Regions from separate parts of the Mus musculus genome. Here region 2 is linked to region 1. Evidence: chromatin contacts called from public Hi-C data. All regions are on one chromosome and are shown on one strand. Each heading gives the region's core, a stretch centred on a gene start, on an enhancer-like site or on the middle of the called end of the contact. The rest is flanking DNA. Distances are from core to core; before and after follow the strand shown. Region 1 overlaps Hcls1 (hematopoietic cell specific Lyn substrate 1). Region 2 overlaps Rabl3 (RAB, member RAS oncogene family-like 3).

The links. A called contact is a pair of places that touch in the nucleus more often than the background predicts.
Region 2: a Hi-C map of liver shows a contact between it and region 1, with 2.5 times the contacts expected there. The contact joins two enhancer-like sites. A contact is called at or near these places in 1 of 484 Hi-C or Micro-C datasets (liver) and 1 of 9 other capture datasets (embryonic stem cells).

The regions. Positions count from the first base shown.
Region 1 is chr16:36,938,680-36,944,227 of GRCm38.p6, forward strand. The region is part of intron 3 of Hcls1 (hematopoietic cell specific Lyn substrate 1); the gene reads left to right. Among named protein-coding and RNA genes, the nearest start is that of Hcls1, 6.5 kb to the left of the region's middle. Within about 2 kb of position 2,667, at least 113 of the 459 cell types and tissues checked have an H3K27ac peak or open chromatin away from gene starts, as enhancers often do. A contact at or near this core is called in liver, where this site is marked.
Region 2 is chr16:37,564,903-37,570,155 of GRCm38.p6, forward strand. Rabl3 (RAB, member RAS oncogene family-like 3) reads left to right here. Exons shown (of 8, transcript NM_001042499.1): 6 at 2,418-2,489. Among named protein-coding and RNA genes, the nearest start is that of Hgd, 13 kb to the right of the region's middle. Within about 2 kb of position 2,624, at least 18 of the 459 cell types and tissues checked have an H3K27ac peak or open chromatin away from gene starts, as enhancers often do. A contact at or near this core is called in liver, where this site is marked.

The DNA.
Region 1 (5,548 bases), core at 1,417-3,916:
AAGAGAACTTTCTCTTTTTTTTTCTGAAATTATTATGTCAGTGTAGCCCAGGTTGTAAAATTTTACCTAGTCTGCATGAAGTCCTGTTTGTTCCCAGCACCAAATAAGTTAGTTGTGGGGGTTTCCTAGCACTGCATGGTGGAGGGAGGTGGCTGTGGGAAAGTAATGGATGCTGAAGGCTCAGAAGTTCAATACCAAGGCAAGCCTGGGTTACATTGCATGAATTATAATGTGTTAAAGATACTCTGAGTTGCCAAGAATGCATTAGTGCTTTGTTAAGGAAAGAAATAAAAGCACTCTAAGCAAGAGACAGTCTAGATACTTCACACTCTCTGTGTCTTTCTTCCTCTGTCTGTCTTCTGCATGTGTCTGAATCTGTTAGACTGATTGAAGACTGGATTGTGAATCTGTTTGTCCCCATGTCACTGTGTGTCTGTCTGTGTGTGACAGCTGTGTAACTGTGTGTATCTGTACCTCCCTACAAAAAGCTCTGCTCTGTCTTTATGGAAAAGCATAGAAAGTATCATACAGGAGAAAGAATGATGGATGCTTAGCAGAACTATCAGCAATAAAGTCACTGGCTCCAATTGACCCAGATAACAAATGTCATTGTTGATCAACCAGTATCCATAAATGGTTGCTTTCAACCTCTCTGGTGGGATTTAGGAAGTTGCTTTCAACTTCTGCATTTGATGTTTTTAACAAATGATGTACATGCATTAGTCTGTGTTGGGGACGTGGAAGAGAATGTAACTTAAGGTTGTAGCTGTGCATTACCTTTGGTGGTAAGAACTGACCACATGGCAAGTAAGTCCTGTTGTTACATTGTTCTCTTGAAGCAGGTTTAACAGGCTAAGTCCCGTTGTTACATTGTTCTCTTGAAGCAGGTTTAACATGCTAAGTGTTAAGTAGTGTCAACTTTGGTTATGAGATCAGGCAAAACATTCAAAATCTTAGGATTTAGGGGATGTTTTTAGAATATTACATCACCACAATACATGCAACTGTTTCCAAAAGAAAGAAGCCAATATGGGCATATCTAGGATTTTCTATGGAATCAATATTCCATACTTGGTGACTGAGAGATTCATACTGCTCGTCCATAGGCTAGTCAGGATCATCTAACCAGGACTGTTGGTTCTGGGTAGCCCCAGGCTGCCATATTTTTTAGGATCAAGGCAAATACAGGGAATGACATAATATGGGTGAAAGTTGGAAAATCATGAATCGGCACTTCTAAACTTGGCAAGATTAAGTCGATTTTCCACTCCATTCCCAACTCCTCCTTCCACACATGACAATATTTTAGACTAATTTCCCCCTAGATTTTAAGAAGTGTCAGTGGTGACCACATTGCACCAGCCACAGACTTGGCACAAACTTGTGTAGATCTGGAATGTCTCTGAATACGGTAGAGACCTAAATGGTTTAATGTAAGTAGCTATACTGAATACTTTTTATTTCATTTATTTATTTTTATATGTATGGGTCTTTTTTCAGTATACGTGTTTATGTACCACGCGTGGCTAAGTTGCCCATGGTACAGATGCTCTGGAGCTGGAGTTACAGATTGTTGTAAGCTGTCATGTGGGTGCCGGGGATCAAACCCAGGTCCTCTGGAAGGGCAGCCAGTGCTTTTAACCCCTCAGCCATCTCACCAGTCCCAAGTGAGTGTTACTCTTAAACGAATCAAGCAATACTGGAAAGCATGTAGAGTGACAAAGAAAAAGCAGAAACAAGGAGTTTCCCAGAAGCTCCCTGAGCGCTCACAGATGAAGAAGGTCAAAGCTCTTTTCTCCTCTGAGTGAAGCCCCCACTCTCTGGTGTTCTGGGAAGTGCTGACCTGAGAGAGCACTCCCATGCTGCTTTCCCTCCCATGTGCCTGCATCTTGTGTGTCAGCTAGGAGTAGGACATTTTAAGGACTACTTCTAAAACCCTGCTGTGAGCCGGTAGGAAGAGCTTGCGTTCTGAAGATTTTGATTTCGTTCCCAGCTCTGTCATCATTAGTGGTGTGAACTCAGTCACAGCTAATGTCTTAGTGGCCCATTTTATTAACTCATGGGGATAATGACAGCTACTCTGGATTGAATAGTATATGTGACTGACTGTCTGCTGGCCCTCTTAGTACTACTTAGCACTTTGGTTCTATCTATACGCTGTTAATGTAGATGAGCTTTATCTGATTTCTATCCCCAAAACCTAACACAAGTGTGCAGCAGCTAATACCTTCCTACTTCCTAAATAGCTTTTAATCAAATGGCTGTATTGCATACCACGTCATTTTCACACGGTGGTGACTCTGCATATCTCCTTGTTAACCTAACCAGATCTATATCCACTATAGTAAATGTTGGAGATGGTTTCACAAAAGCTTGTTCCATTCCTATTTGTTAAAGCCTTCTACACGCAAAAGCTGGGACCCTGCTGGGAATGGGCTAAGTGACCTTGGACAAATCTTTTCTGCTCTCTGATCTTCAGTTTTCCCATCTAGATCAAACAGTCCTCGGGGGCATTTCAGCATAAAGTCTGTAATATCCTTTGGATGGTCCCACTAAGCCACCCTTGATGGCCAAGTGGAAATCACCAAGACCCTGGGAGTGGAGGGGAAATTGGAGAGGAGAGTTCTTGCCAGACTGAGCTGACTCAAAACAGGAAAAGGAAGTGACTGTGCTTCTTGGTAGGCGTGAGACCCGCCCCCCTCACCACTGTGTTTCTTTTTAGGTCAGCCTTGAATAAATTTAGTCTGGGGACGGCTTTCTAATTCAGAGACTAGCTTAAGCAATTCTACCCGTCTCTTATCAGTGTATAGAGAAATGACCCCACTATCAAGGCTATTACCCTCTCTCCTCTCTGTGTTTGTCTATGCCTGGAAGAGGAAGAGATCCTTACTACCCTCAAACAGTAATCCTTAAACTCTCTGTGGGAGAGGACAAATGCTTTTATCTGCTGTTTTCCTATTATCAAATGTATTATAGATTGATACATTTGTGTAATAAAATATAACTGATTGAAAAACAATGACGAAGAAAATACAAGCACAATTTTTATCTTGTAATCAACAGATACAAGATCACCATGTAAGACTGGTATTCACGTTTCTAAAGTCAGACTTTTGATTTTTATCTGATTTCATTGAGGAAAAGAAGCAGGTCAGCTCCCTGACTGTGCTGTGAGCATTACATTGGACAAGGCCTTTGGTGCGTCCTGAAGTCTTAAGATTAGGTTTCAGTGAGAAATAGCTGTAGCTGCCTCAGGGGCTTAGCCAATATTATGCCCTACAACTTTACACAAAGTGCAAATAAAGAACTGCAGAGGACCAGGGACTGGTGCCAGCTCTGCTATGCCAGCACCAGGGCAGTAAAGGGAATAGTTTCACCACTCTGCTGTTGTTTATCCATATGACTGGAGATAATAGTCCTGACTCTCCTTACCTCGCCGTGAAGAGCCGCGGCTATGCCATGAGAACAAAAGGTCTCATTATTGAGTTGTGGCTTGTCATGCAGTCATGCATGTCTATTATAGATGATGATGTCATTCTGCTAGCACAGAAAAGTAAGGTATTCATTCTTGATTTTAACAATTTGTCTAAGGCTATAGACATAAAATAGACAGATAATAATTTGAATTCAGCTCAATCTGAATCTAAGGGCTAAGTACTTAGCCACTATGTCATATTGTTTTTAATAAACATAATTTGTCATGTCCACAATTCTCTTTTGAAAGGCAATCTGAATTCCCGTGATCAACTGCCCCCTTTCCCTAGGATTGCTCTCCTCTTTAAAGCCGCTGAGTATATTTAGTCCGGCTTTAACAAGATGCCATACTCACTGCATAGGCATGGACCTCTTTAGGAGTACGTAAAAGCCATCATTCCCTTAATACAGCTTATTTTAAAAACTCAGTGCTGTTAATGTGTAATAATTATAAACCAGTGAATTTTGATAACACTACAAGGAACCACCAATACGGTGAGGACAGAGAAGATTTCAGGCACACTAGCAGTCCTGTGTGTGTCTGTAGTCAGTGCCCCTTGCTGAATATACAAGCACTGACTTATTTTCCATCCATGTGGCATAGGTACTAGGGTCTCTCTAAAGTTTCAGTAAATAAATAACAAAGACTGTTCATCTCTTTTGTGTTGGTTTTCTTTTATTCAGCATGTTTTTGAACTCTGGTTAGAGAGTTGTATATATTGGTCTTTTATTTCCCGTTACTGTCAAACAGTATCTATTGTGTAGCTATGGTACCATTTGATTTGTTCATTGATCTGATGCTATTCCAAATATATTCTGAGTGTTTGAGCACATCTCTCTCCTTTGACATATATTTTTATATTTTCCAAGGTATACTTAAAGATCTAATTGCTTATTCATACAGTCAGTGAGTGTTTACCTTTTTAGAAACTACCAATCTATTTTCCAAAAAGAAATTTGTCATAGATCATTTCTACCAGAAATGTATGTGTTGCACTTGTTCCGTGTCCTTGTCAGCACTTGTTATTGTTGGTATTTTGAATGTTGGCCACTCTGTGGGTATGCAGAGATGTTAATTTGTGTTTCTTGGGTGAGTAAACCTATTAAGCATTTTTCATGTGCTTCATTTTCATGTCTCTTCACCTATCTTCTTTCTGAAATGTCTGTTCATATATTTACTCAGTTTTAATGTACTTAATGTACTTTTATTGAGTTCCCTGTATAGTTTAGAAACAGATCTTATGTAAAATGAGTATTTTATAAATATTCTTCCAAGAGGAATGATTGCTCTTTTAATTTTCTGGTGGTATTGTTTGAATGGCACAAGATTTGAATTCTGATGAAGTCTGATTTATATAAAAAGATTATTTTATCATTAGTGGGTTTTTTGGTTTATTTGTTTTTTGTTTGTCTAAGAGAAAAAATTTACCTCAGAGTTGTAAAGATTATCTCAAACATTTGGCTCAATTTAAAATTTTATTTTTTTAATATTTATGTGCGGCATGCAATTGAGTTAAGGCTCTTCTTCTCTATGGATATCCAATTTCCAAACACAATCCAAACTCTTTTTCCCACTGACTTAGCAGATTTCTTTGACCTTCTGTATGGTTGACTTTTGGACTCTGTTCTGCTTCCTTAAGCAATGTTTGCCCTGACAGCACACTACCACAGTGCTGTTATTATAGCTGTGTGCTAAGTCATTGAAATGGAATAGGCCTCCAACTGCGTGTTCCTTCAAAAGCTTTTCCTACTATCCCAGGATTCTATAATTTCATACATTTAGAATTAGCTAGTCAGCTTCTCGGGAAAAAAAAATGCCTCTTGAGAGTTTGACTGGGGGTCCACTGGAGTTGTTAGACCATTTAGAGGGATAGGAAACATGTTGGTAGTATTGAGTTCTCCAATCTATGAACCCGTGGCATTCCTCTACTTATTTAGATCATCTTTGAGTTAGTTTTTCAGAAGTATTATTCAGTGTTCAAGTCTTAAATCATATTTCATTAAATTTGTCCTAAAGCATTTCATGTTATGTTATGACTATGATTTACTTTTAATTTCTGGTCTTCAAATGTCT
Region 2 (5,253 bases), core at 1,374-3,873, 630 kb after region 1:
TCATTCAAGTGAGTCTGATACCTTTTGCTCAGTGAATTAACATCTGTAAACATTGCCTCTACCTGTCTGGTTCAGTCTCTGCCTGCCCTCCATTGTTTCTTATATTTTATTGTACAGTGGAATGTGCCCCCTGTTTGCATTTACCACCATGGAATGGTCAATGTAAATACCCCGGTAGTCAGTGTTGGATCCTAGTGCTCAAGTGGCTCCCTACCATATAGATTATAAAAGTGTGCTATCTCTGTAGATTAGTGCTGCAGTGACTTTATTTGCACATTATTTGCCATTAAATATGCATGTTTAGTTCCAGTAGTAACTTGAATATGTTTCTGAATGTATCTTTGTCTAGTGCCTACTGGTGTCTCTGACAACCAGCTAGACACATTATTTGTCCTTATCTTACAGAGGCTAGGCCGGCTTCAGCTGTTAGCAAAACCAAAAGATAAGCAGTAGGACAGTCTCCCAAGGACTTACATATGACATGTCTTTAGTTTGTCAGTGTGTCCTTTCACAACACAACAGAAACAATACTAGAAGTGGCTAATGAGGATACAAAAAATTAAAGTGCAGGAAGGCAGATGAATATGAGAATTGAAAATAGAGTCAGACAAGCAAACGTAGAACCTCAAACTGAGACTAATATGGTGGTAGCATTAGTGCTAGCTCACCATTACGCCTACAAAGAAGCCTGAATCCAACACACATGTATCAAGAGTGGAGTCAGGATTTCTCTATGCCTTTGTAAATGCAAATTATTTAACTAAAAGTAGGCACTAGGGTTATTACGTATATAGTCTATTTTCTCATGTGTGTTTATTTAGTTTCTGGTCGTTTTCCACATTCACACAAGCTGTTTAGAGCTTCTGATTTTCAGGCTCTCCCTCAGCCATGATCAATGGCAGATGGCTTTTTCAGCTCCAAAATTTTCATCCTAAAAAGGATGTAGTTTCAGATTTCCTGCTCAACCTAAATTGTGGAGCCCAGTAGTTAATTTTATGGGGGAGATGGCAACTTGTTTGATTGCCATTTGATTTAGGGTTTTTTTTTATTTAGTAATTTTAACTCTTACTTAGAGTCGTCATTAAATGTTCTGATGAGGTAATCAATAACCATTTCGCAAAACCATCTAATGCAGGTCTAAGGTTGATTTCTCATCTGTCCCAACTGGTACAGAAATGTGTTCAAACATTATTGCAAATTCAGCAGTGTGTACACGGTGAGATACCCGGGTAGTTAATCCACACATGGGATTATCTGTATTAAATTAAATGTTTCTGTGCTTGAAAATTCAGTCTGATAGCATTTGTAACAATGAGAAAGAGAACTGATGCCCCAGTGCCTGCTGTGTGACAGGCGTGCAGTACCTCTTTGCATTTCACAAAACTCTGAATAGAATCATCTCCGTTTCACAAATGAGTAAGCCCAACTTTAGAGCCATAATGACTTAAGCAGGGTACACAATCTGGAAACGTTGGCACAGATACTTGAAGACAGAGATTACTGGCCTCCAAGATGCTGATTCCCCTAGTATTTTATGATCTTTGGAAACTATTGTAATTATAAGCAGTTAGCCCCCTTTCCTACCTCCCCACTCCTGGCGGGGGGGGGGGGCGGGGGGGGTGAGAACTGTTATAGTTGCTGCCATTGTTTAAAGGGCAATCCTTGAAATGCTGTGTTGACATTGCTACTAAATGGATTAGAAGGAAATATGTGGGCCTGGCTGTTACAGCAAGAATCATTTCAGAAACTGCTCAAGAGGCACGGAGGGCCCACAGATGCTTGCAAGACACTTATCTTTATGAAGGAGTCTGAATGATACCTGTACAATTTGGTCTTGGTGGCATTTGAGGTAAAGATCAAAGCTGACTCGCTGTTATTTACAAGGTGTTGTGATGACTTAGTGTCCCAGGCTGTGCAGCCTCCTCTGAGCTCTGTGCTTCCTACGTAAAGAATCTTCCTAGATAATATATCTATTATTATCAGAACCAGTATGCCTTTTGTTATATGAAGAAAGGGAGAAATTCCTTACAACTGTTTGTTCTTTGGCTAAATCTTATTTTCATGTTTCCAACTATTATACAGACTGCATAGTTCTTAACTCGTTAAACACTTAGTCCCTGGTCTGCAGTACGTGTTTACATAAATCCTGTTGATGTGATTTTGTTAACATATGCAGGTCACCTGATCAGTCCCTTGGTTTTGTTAACAATATGCTAGTAATTAATGATGGGTGTGTGGAGTTAGTATCCTCCAATATTGCTCAGATGACAGGACTAAATGGCTGCACCTTCTTTGCCTTCCTGCTCACGTATCATAATCTGAGTATTGCTTTGTATTTTGTGAGCATTCCGATGACTTATACAGAATGGCACTGGAGCCTCACTCCTGGCTTTTCTCTGTGCGCCTTTGTCTTCCAGGATTGCACAAACCCACGGTCCTCAGCTGCAGGCTCCTCCAATGCTGTCAAGCTCAGTAGATTTTTTGATAAGGTAATGGCTTCAATTAAGTTATTTTTAAACTTAACATATGATAGCTTAAACTCTTTGTAGAATGCTGTGTCCTTTTGTTCCTTTGCCCAAAACTTCACAGCCTGAATACCTGTTTTGATCTCTCTTATCTGTTGGAATAATTGCTCAAGGCCTGCTGACGTACTTACTCCATCGCTAGCGCTCTCTAAGCAAAGAGTAAAGGCTATTGGATTGAGTGGGGGTTCTTAAAAAGATAGGAGTCTTCCTCAAAACAGTTTATAGTCAGCTGTTGTTTAGTGCTTTGTGTAATTACGTCTCTCCAGAGGCACCGAACAGAGGTTAAAGCCCTTTATTCTCTCAGCTATGAATATTTTCCATGTAAATGTCGCTATTACTTTGTAAAGCTAAGCTGTCTCCTGGAGTCTGTTGTTTCCCTGTGAGGAACATCTGCACCCTCCTGACACTGAGCTGGAGCCCTGCTCATCTGCATCTCCAGGCTATGCAGCTGCCTTACCTCCTGCCCATTTCGCATAGCAGCGCAATATAGGACTTTGTTCTGCATGAATTACTGAAAAAAATCATCTCTATGTTAGGTCTAGTCAATGCTGGAAAAATTGCTCAATGGTTAAGAGCAGTTGCTACTCCTTCAAAGGACTCAGATTTAGGTCTCCAAACCCACAGAGAGCTGCTCACAACCACCTGTGACTCTAGCACCAGCGATCCACTACCCTCTTCTGGCCTCTGTGGTGCACATGCAAGCAAGCAGGTACACACACTGCACATATACATATAAATAAACATAAAATAAATAAAGTTTTAAAATTACAGATGTTCCTTATGGAATATATATATATCCAGTAGGGGACTGTGGTTCTCAGAGGCCTACCGTCTAGCTAGGGCCTGGGAAAGTGACAGTCTCTGTTCTCCCTTGCTAGGCTGCACAGATATTAGCCTTTTCTTGGGAAGTGGTACAAGGAACTATATATTCTCTCCATATTGTTTTCAAATCTAAAATGTTGCAGCATCTGCTTGGTTTAGATCCGTGTCCCCATCTAATACAAAACCCTGTCCCTTAAAACAGCATCCTATAGATCTGGGTTTGATCTGGAAAGGCCACATAGTATACGTTTATGTGTTTTAAGTGTTTTTAAAGCTAAGAGCTCTTAAGTCACATCCTAGAGAAACAATGGATTTTAGACTAGCATAGCCTAAGTTATCAGCAAAGCTTCATTCATAAATAGATAGATAGATAGATAGATAGATAGATAGATAGATAGATAGATAGATAGGTTGGTTTTAAGAAAGGAGTAATATGCATAAGAGAGGACTTCGTGAGTTGGGGGTGAACAACTCTCAGCAAAAGAGTAAGCTAGCTTTGTTGTCTAAGTCTCAGTAAAGAATGCATCAGCAAAACGATTGGCTGGTCTTACACAACGTGTACTGAATATGAAAGCAAAATACATGGCAATACAGGTCTGCCCCATTTTCTGTAGAGAAAACCTTTCAGAATGCCAAGGCTGCGTCGACTAGAGGTGGGCTGGGTCCTCCAGATTTTCTTAGCTGGTGATAAGTCTATGCCTGCGTGATAAGGTGACTCTGTCCTGCTGAGAACGAGGAAAGGCATCAGTCCTTTGGGGGCTTCAGGGACTCAGTGTTTCAAGGTGTATGCTAACCAGAAACCAGGTTTTCTACCTCAAAGGCCAATGAGTGCATCTTTGTCCTAGTCTCATATGACTTCAAATACTAACTCAGACACAGTCTCCAGGAGCGAAAACCAGAATAATTTCTCTTAGGCAATTGTGAGCAAGCTTCCCAGGCCTGAAAGGACAGGTTGTGCTCTGTGTCAGAAGGCTTCCCAGCTTCATCCCTCCAGATGCGACTGTCTTAGTCCATCTGCACCTCATCTGTAACTTACTTGATGTTTCCCTTGCAGCAGCACCTCTGCAACCAGTGCAGTGTCTACAGGGATAGACTGGAAATCCGTATTTTTTATACTCTCCTTCATCATCTGAAAGCATGGTCCTCAAACCCATTGTGTTAGGACGTGTGAGTTTCTTCACACGAGCTGTGATGTTTTATAAGATACATCCACTGCTTTAGCCTGTCTTCCCCCTGACAAATTCAGCAAGCCCTGAAAGGACTGCATAAGAATAGCAGCGAAGCCTGTGAGGGAAACCCGCTGACTGCTTGATGCTGTGTGCTTGTCCACAGGCAGGATGCACAGAATCCTCGCTGCTTCACGCAGACCCGTCTTGAGGATTGCAGCAGTGCTGTAGCGATCCTTTAGGAGCCAGCTGGTGGGAAACTCGGCCTGATTGCTGCTAGGGACCTGTTGGGACATTATTCTGTCCTTATTTAGTTTCCATGTGTTACTTATTTCTGAGTTTTGTTTACTTTTGAAGCAAAGTCTTACTTCATAAACTAGAATGGTCTGAAACTCACCAAGTTGCCCAGGCTTGCCTTGAACTCCTAATCCCCCTGGCTCTGCTTCCTGCATGTCGGGATTGACTACAAAGTCTCATAATGATAGAGTGTACACCGTATCCTGTTCATTGGTGAACCCTTCCTTCCTTTAGAAATGAGTAGATAGTAATGGAAATAATCTCACTCTTTCAATCCGGTTAGCACCAGGTTTTAAGATTGTGTGCATGCATGCAAGTGTGCCTGTGTATGTGTGTGTATGCACTCGTGCACGTGTCACATATACCACAAGTACCTGCAGAAGCCACAAGACGGTGTGGGATCCCCTGAAGCTACTTGCAGGTGGTTGTGAGCTGCCCAGTGT